Linked DNA regions of Anser cygnoides: region 2 is linked to region 1. The links are chromatin contacts, called in public Hi-C maps. All regions are on one chromosome and are shown on one strand. The core of a region is the stretch at or near the end of the contact, and the rest is flanking DNA. Distances in the headings are between cores, read along the strand shown. Region 1 holds the start of VIPR2 (vasoactive intestinal peptide receptor 2). Region 2 has its middle 20 kb from the start of ZMYND11.

What was found. Hi-C and Micro-C count contacts between places; a contact is called where the count stands out from the background.
Region 2: a contact with region 1 is called in a Hi-C map of liver, with 2.3 times the contacts expected there. The contact joins the enhancer-like site here to the promoter of VIPR2 in region 1. A contact is called at or near these places in 4 of 7 Hi-C or Micro-C datasets (fetal liver, granulosa cells and liver).

The regions. Positions count from the first base shown.
Region 1 is chr2:10,947,422-10,951,457 of Taihu_goose_T2T_genome, forward strand. It overlaps VIPR2 (vasoactive intestinal peptide receptor 2), which reads right to left and starts at 2,275. Exons shown (of 14, transcript XM_048050545.2): 1 at 1,908-2,275.
Region 2 is chr2:11,061,750-11,065,785 of Taihu_goose_T2T_genome, forward strand. No RefSeq gene overlaps it. Among named protein-coding and RNA genes, the nearest start is that of ZMYND11, 20 kb to the right of the region's middle. Within about 2 kb of position 1,717, at least 3 of the 3 cell types and tissues checked have open chromatin away from gene starts, as enhancers often do. A contact at or near this core is called in fetal liver and liver, where this site is marked.

The DNA of each region.
Region 1 (4,036 bases), core at 1,025-3,524:
ACTCCAGAAATCTGTCTCTTCTCCTCAAAGTTTGTCATTTCATCATCTATGAAAACAGAACCTTATTTCCATTTTCCATATTTTGACTATTTAAATTATAAGCTTTCTGGGCAGGTATTTTTTTAAAGGAATTTTTACAAATCCTTAACTTAAATTAGGATTCCTAGCAGTTATCGTAGAAAGTTCAGAGTTAAACTGAAAATAACTGCATATTGTTATGTATTATGTGCTTTCCAGATAGCTCCTACTTAGAATAAAAGGCTCATGTAAACATAATGACTTTTAATGCATTTTCCTTCCATATAACAGATTTTGTAAAAAAAAAAAAAAAATGTTATTTTGTCAATTGCAAGCATTCACTAGCTGACAGTAGACCTCCTACTCATCAAAAAGTATAAGAATTAATGGGTGTTGGAAAGGTGGATTCCAGTTAATGGAAATGTTAAATAAATGAGGAGTAAATCAAAGCAGCTACTTCCGTGAATGAAATTTGCAAAATAAGTACTTAGAAAAGAACCACAACTTTCCCACTACCGGTGATCTAATATTGAAGATTACTTCGAGAACATATATTTGGTACTACCCTAAGGTAATGCAATATTACTTTTCAAATACGGGATGCATGCCAAACCGTAACATACTTTGTTCCAATACACAGCCCAGTTTCCTTCAGATGTACTTCACCCAGCTAAGGAGATTTAGGGCTCAGTCCTGTGTGGCACTGATGGTGTCCCGAAACACATCGAGAACCCCAAAATGAATTTTGAGGGCACTCACCAGCCTTCAGGGCCAGCCAGATATGCGTATCTGTCTTTCCTTCTGCTTTACCAAGTGTAGGCTATTCTTTGTAAGTAGTGATTACAGACCTGTGTGCACTGTAGTGTGTATTACAAAGGTACACAGGGACTTGGAAATCCAGCTGAAGAGTCTCTCAGCATTCTTAGTGGCTGAACAACCTTTAAGGCACCCAGAATAGCAATCAGTTGGCAAAAACATTTTGTTTGACAAGTAGTTTACATTTACCTTCAGCATGTTTTCCCAACTCTTGTTGGAAATGGTCTCAGATTTTAAATTTACAGTAACAAAACGGTAAGATTCAGAGGGTAGATTTTTATTATTATTTTATTTGAGGTCATGTTTTTGGAAACATTGTAGACTTTTAAAGACTGCAAGAAACCGAAGTTTCTTACAACTGAAGAAACACTTAAAAATATAGAGATGTTGAAGGAAGATACCTTAAAAGAAACTATTTTAATATTCTGAATGCTTTTTTATGTTAATATTACAGAGGAATTAACTGTGCACGTACTACAATTGCTAATGACCCTCTAGACCGTACCAAGGCAATGCTCTGCGGTGTCTGCAGAAACTCTCGGTGAAGTAGTTTTCGGGGACAGCCGAGATAACTAAAACAACCGAGAACAACCCACAGCTACCGGGAACAAGCCACAATAACCGGGAAGAAGCCACAACCACCGGGAACAAGACCCAACCGCCGCCGGCCCGGGGAGTCCGGCCCCGCCGCCCGTTCCCCTCAGCCCAGCTCGGCCGGGGCAGGAGCCGTCCCGGCCCCTGAGGAGCGGCCGGGGGCGCGGGGTCCCCCCGGCACCGCCACCTGCCGGGGTGCCGGCGGGGCTGAGGAGCCCCAAATCCCTGTGGATGGGTGGGGATCATTCGCCGTTCCGCAATTACAGCGGCAGAAGTCGCGTATCTCCCGCCCGGAGAGAGTTTGCCCAGCCGAGGTCCCTCGCACCTGCTACGGCTGCCTCGGAGCCCCCTCAGGGGGACAGGGGAAGCTGTGAGGGAACCGCCACAGGCGGCTCCGGGACAGGAGCGGGGCAGACGGGGCAGGGCTGGCGGTGCGGAGCGAGGGGCGAGCGCTACCCTCCCGCCGCAGGGTGACTTACCCGCCCCAGGCTCCAGCAGAGGAGGAGGAGGAGGATCGGCAGGTTCCTCATGCCAGCCAAGCGCCGTTGGGCTCCGCTGCCCCGCGCCGCTCCGCGGGCCCCCTCGGAAAGCGGCGAGCAGGAGCCGGGTCCCGCCGCGGCACCATAGGGCCCGGGGGCCGCCGCTGCCCGGGGCGCCGAGCCGAGCCCCCCGCCCCGCGGGCGGCCGCCGCCCTGCGGCTGAAGGCAGCTCCCGCACCTGCCCCCGCCGCCGCCCGCTCCGGCGGCCGTCAGCTCCCGGCCCCGCCGAGTCCCTGCCCGCCGCCTCTCAGCTCCTCCTCTACGCCCCGGCTCGCTTCCCTCCCGCTTCTCTCTTCAGCCCCTCTCCGCCGCTGGCTTTTCTCCTCCTCCCCCTTGCCGCCGCTCCCGCTCCCCTCATGAGGTGTGGGTCGCTCCCGCCGCCCCTCAGGTGCTCCCGCGCCGCCATGGGGCTGTGGGCAGCGCTCGCCCCTCGCTGCCAGCCTCCAGGAGCCCGAGAAACCCCCTCAGGCTTCTTTTTGAGGGTCCCGGGTGCCCGTCCCGACGGTGTGCCGGGGCACCGGTGCCAGCTTTGGGATTTTGGGATCCCTGCTGCCTGTCAAAACACCGAGGCGATCGGGCCCGGTCCCCCCGGAGCAGACACGCACACACAAACCTACACGGTGATGTGGGGTCAGCCAAGAGACCCCTGGGCAGATCAGCAACTGTATTACAAAACCTTTCGTGCCCCCTAGCTGTTTTTTTTTCGAGGTGTCAATACAGCACAATGTTTTAAGGCAACTTTGTAAGATTGCCGGGCAGTTTATACTGGGGTATAGATATTGCTTTTGCCTCACAAGGCATTTACAATATATAATAAAGTGAGAATCATGTTAATCCATGTCTATTGTCACAGAAAAAGCAGAGTTCATGTGCTGGCTTTTAGCTGAGAATGAGAATAAATTAGATTTATCTTTCTGCTGTCTCACATGTGCTGTAATTTCAGTGGTATATACTGAAAGGGGCTCAGTAGGCAACATAAGACTTCTAAATAGTCTTATGCCACCCAAAATAATTAGCTATAAGCAAAGCCAAGGACACTTCTGGGACAAAGCTGAAGAGAATTTTCATATTTTTTTAATGTATTTGAGAAAATTCCCTTCATATTTTAAGAACATAGATCTGATTATAACCTCTGCGATATCATTAAAAAGAAACACTACAAACTGTAATGAACAGTGTTATGACCTGCATGCTGAGAGCAGAGGGACATATTAATGTAGAAATAAAACCTTTTTCTAGGATGGCATATGATCAAGTAATGAAAATATTTTCATTACAGCAGAAAATTGTACCCCTTCAGATTGACTTTGTTCTGTGCAGGACAGCTGAACTGAAATGTCAAATTGCGCCTACTCCTAAAACAGCTGGGTTGGAGAAGAACCCGGGTATGCCGCTAGCTCTCAGACTCCAGGGCAGAATCCCAGGTCAAACCTCTTGGAAATGAAGAATTGCACATTGCATCCCCCCTGATTCCTGAGACCAGCGTCCAGGGTTCCCCTTTGGACTCCTGGTTGCTGACATATGCTGGCTGGGGGTGCTCTTAGCACTTTCTTAAGAGCTATACGGCTTTCCGAAATAGCAATCTCAGGACAGTTTATCTATTTTTTCCCTATTACAGGAATCTGATGTCTTATTATTTCAAGGTTTTGGAAAATCCTTACTATCTTTTTCTTTAGAAGTTATTTCTTGCACTTTGTGAGATGAATGTCTAAGAAAGCAGTCATTAAATGCAACCACTCTGGGTGAAATTTCTGTGTGTCAAGGCTCTTCAGGTACTTCAGGTACTTCAGGTACAGCAGTAAACCCAACAGCAGTCCCTGTGTAGAGGAGCTATCAGGCAGACTATCCACCAGCTGGACTCCCCCAGCAGCTGAGGACACAAGGGATGCCAGACACCAAATCCCAGTGTTTGATTCTTTGAGCAAATGATTCATTAGGCTGCTGAAGCTGAGTAGCCTGGGAAACCAATTAACAAATTAGTGTTAACGTTCTGTGTAGAAACAGTCTTGGGAACTGTCATCATTACTCCTTTTGTTGAATGACAGAAACTCGTATCTTGGGTATAAGGC
Region 2 (4,036 bases), core at 467-2,966, 110 kb after region 1:
ACAGCCTCAGAAACACTTCCTATTCCCTTGCCTTGCCTTGTCTTCATTTCCGTTCCGTTGCCTTGCCTTCATTTGCCTTCATTTGCCTTCATTTGCCTAGCCTTGCCTTGCCTTGCCTTGCCTTGCCTTGCCTTGCCTTGCCTTGCCTTCCCTTCCCTTCCCTTCCCTTCCCTTTCCCCATTTCCTTTAATTTCCTTTTTTTTTTTTCTTCTTTCCTTTTTTTTTTTTCTGGAAACTCACTCTATTTTAAATAAAAATCCCTTCATCTGCCATTATAATTAATCTAACGCTGTTGCAATATTACGATTCTCATCTAAAAAATGATCAAAATTGTCCTCACAATTTGTACAGCACAATTGTAATTGTACTGCCCTTATAGTATTTGATATCCAGTGCCGAATTTCAGTTTATTAGCAACTCCTACCTTTATTGATTTTCTCTGTGGAACCTTTTGACCAGCACTCTGAAAGCTGAGCAAACATAATTAATTTAGTCTCACTTCTCACTTTCAAAATTAAATCGAAATACTAAGCAGATTCTAGAGACTGAAAAACTGAAGCACTAGTGTCTCATCTTTGCAAGAATAAAACTTGAGTTCTCATAATATGTTATGAAGTCAAGCTAAATAACATAAGGTATAATTCAAGTCCAGACAGTTTGCAACCTTGACATGAGTTTGCAGGTCAACATAAGTTCCTAGGTGCAGCTTTCACCCGATCTATTAATTGATATGGAAACTGAAAATAGAGTTCAGCTTTCAATAGAATTTAATTGCGTCTTAGTTGACTCAATTAACTAAAGCTAAAATATTTTTTCCCTGGGAAAAATATCACCTGGATTAGTTAGGAAAAAAAAAAAATAATCTGTAATTCAGTTTCAATTCACTTGAAAGAACAGGGCTTAGCAGTCTAAAATGGTTAGTCAGAAATCCAAGACAAAATTAGGAAGATTCTGTCTGATTTCATAAAATCCAGCTTTTGCCTTAACCTACATGAATCTGGCATATTACAGCACCTGCTGAAAGGTTTTAGCTGAAGTGTTACTTTAAAAAAAAAAAAAATCAATAACTGAACTGCTGATTACGAAAAAAACATGGTCTCTTCTAATCTTTCAGCAGCCTGCTTTCCTTCCATTGCACATGGCATTATCTCAGTAGCGCTAAAGGGATTTGGAATCACAGAGAACATACCTTTCTTTGAGAATGTGAGCTATTAAGCATCTGCAATTCTCAATGCCCTTACCAAGAATTATCAAGTTTGGGGTCTTAAACACAGCAATTTTTAGGTCACATATAATAGCATGTTGTGGCAGAAAATCTGGACTGTGAAAAGAAAGTGGAAAATTTTAAAAGAGATCTAAGCTTACAAGTTTTTATGTATGCATGGTCTCTATGTATGCAAGTAGCCACACAAACTTAAAGACTGCATAGTCAGGCAAAGATCAAGAAGAAAAATAATAAAATTAAATAACAGTTAAAAAAACAGTCACTTTTTTTTTTTTTTGCATTTTTTTTATTTTAATTTCCCCACATTTCTGTTTGATGCCTCTTTCTTTGAGCCTCATCCAGTAAGGTCTCCCTCCCACTCCCTCCGTCTGGGATATGAATCTAATTCTTCATGTACTTTCTCTTCCACTTACTTTTCAACTCTGTCCCCAAAGCTCCTGAAATTTCAGTGATTAATTGAACAGAACCTGGAATGCCGCCAAGCCTACCTCGTCCTCATTGGCTTGACAATGTTCCTGTGCTCTGGTCATTAGTACAGCATGACCCTGCAGGACTAACTCAGCCATGAAGCAAGTTAATCAGTAAATGAATAGAGTTCTTGAACAGAGAAGTTTTATCCTGAGTTCACCAAAGCAATTATGTGTTAATTAATTCTCTGCCAGGCACAAAGTAAGACAAATATAGGAAGTATGATCTTCAGAGAAATAATTTTCTGGGGAGAAGGTCAAATCCAAAACTGATGTAAACCGTCATAGCCTGCTTTACTTCCATTGAGCTGTTATCATTTATACTTTCTGAGGATCTGGCCCTATTATAAGAGGATTCACTGTTTTAATTTTATTCTTAATCCTAATAACCAATAGAGATTCAATGCCAGCTGAGCCTTTCTTCAAAGAAATAATGAGTTTCCTCTGAAAAATTGCTCATAGGACTTAAATTATAAATAACAAATGTGGTATGTCTCCTTTTTCTATATATGCATAGCTGTCTCATATCAGACAACATATAAATACCCTGACTTTTTTAATGTTCAGTTTCTTACAGATTTATACATGTAACTTGCTAAAAAGAGACAGCATTAAAATCCCCGGGAATATGCAGACTAAGGCTTGAAAGAAAGCTTTGGATTTTGTATTTTCCTATATTTAAAAAATAATTCCTATGAGCATAACTCAAGTAGAGCATAGTTCTGAATGCTGAACAAGCAAAACTGCTTGCAAATCTCAAATGAAAAATACATCAATTTTCTTGTTGTTGTTCCTATTTAAATCAGCAAGATTTTTACCATTGATTTAAATGGGAACCAAGGCAGGTTTTAAACTGAGCAACATCTTCATTATTTCAGAACATTAAAAATGCACACTGACAGGGGTATCCTAATTTTCAGATGTCCCTTTTGTGAAACTTAGAAGGGATTTAATGTTCAGAGAATTCCAAAGTTTAGTCAATAAAATCTCAAGGTGCCATTATTTGAAGTCACCGGAAAGAAGAGTCCATCTATCTACCAGCAAAGCACTGACTGTATATGCCTTGTTCATCCTATGGATAAGAGGCTAAGTAAAAATTGGTCACTATTAGATATTCTTCAAGACAAAAGCATTTCATACACTAACCATACCAAAGGTGCTGGTTGATATGTTTGTCCATGCACTGTACTTTCTCAGGAAGAAAGATGTCAAGTGTTTGTGCTCCATTTCCATCAACATTCAGGCTTTATTGCTCTTCCGTTGTGCTTTCAGTTCTATAAACATAATTATATGAGAGTGAGATGAGAAAAGCATTACATACTGGACTCAGCTGAATAGCAGAAGTGTAGCTGAAAGCATACCATTTCATGCCAGAACTTCATATAGGATGTGCCTAAGGGCTTATGATTAATAAAACCTTCTCAAAAGTGTAACACTGAAATGTCTTCACCGGAAAATTGATTATAATTCCTCTAAGCTAAGCCAAGTCAGACATTATATATATAATACATAATCTATTTTTCCTATAAAATCTGTAGTTACCTTTCAATATTTTTTTGCAGTCTGGACAGTCAAACATGTACAAAATAGTCATGATAGATGTGTTTTCTCAAAAGCTATTATTACTTCCAAGCTCATTGAAGTGCCCACAGAAGGGTGCTTTGTAGATTCTTATCTCTGTAGAACAATGGGGATGGTATTGTTTGCAGACACAACAGATTGAACAGTCAAAGGTGACACAGAAAGGTGTGTATATGTACATATGCCTGTATGCAATCACAATTAAGTATCAGTAATAGCCCTGACAATATACCTGTTACAATTATTTGGATTGCTTGTGATGATGTGGTTATTTTACCACTCCTGGTGATTTTCAACACGTAATATTTATCTAATATTATTCTTTGTCCTTCATTTGTGATTAATCTCTTGTTGAAGGATGGTGTTTGCTAAGGAAAGTTAGGGTGTTCTAAATTTTAAGGAACAGAGAATTACTATAATAATTCTGTCCTACTGCATATTTAGATGCCATAGTTCTTTGTGCAGAGTAGGTAACTGCATTTTTAAATAGCCAGATAGATGTATGAATGATCATTAAAACTACAAATAGATGTTATATGCTGAAACAAAGTGCCAGAAGAGTAGAAGTTTATCAGTATGCACAAGCAGTTTGACATACAGCAGAGCTGCTTCCTGTGGCCTTTTGTAAAAACATTGCTCCAGTGTGTAATAAAGGGTTCTGTAGACCCTTTATTAGGCTCTACCCATTTTACCATATACTTCCACAAAACTTGTAACAACAATTTATTTCTCTCCTGTCCTCTCTCTCACACAAACTAAACGG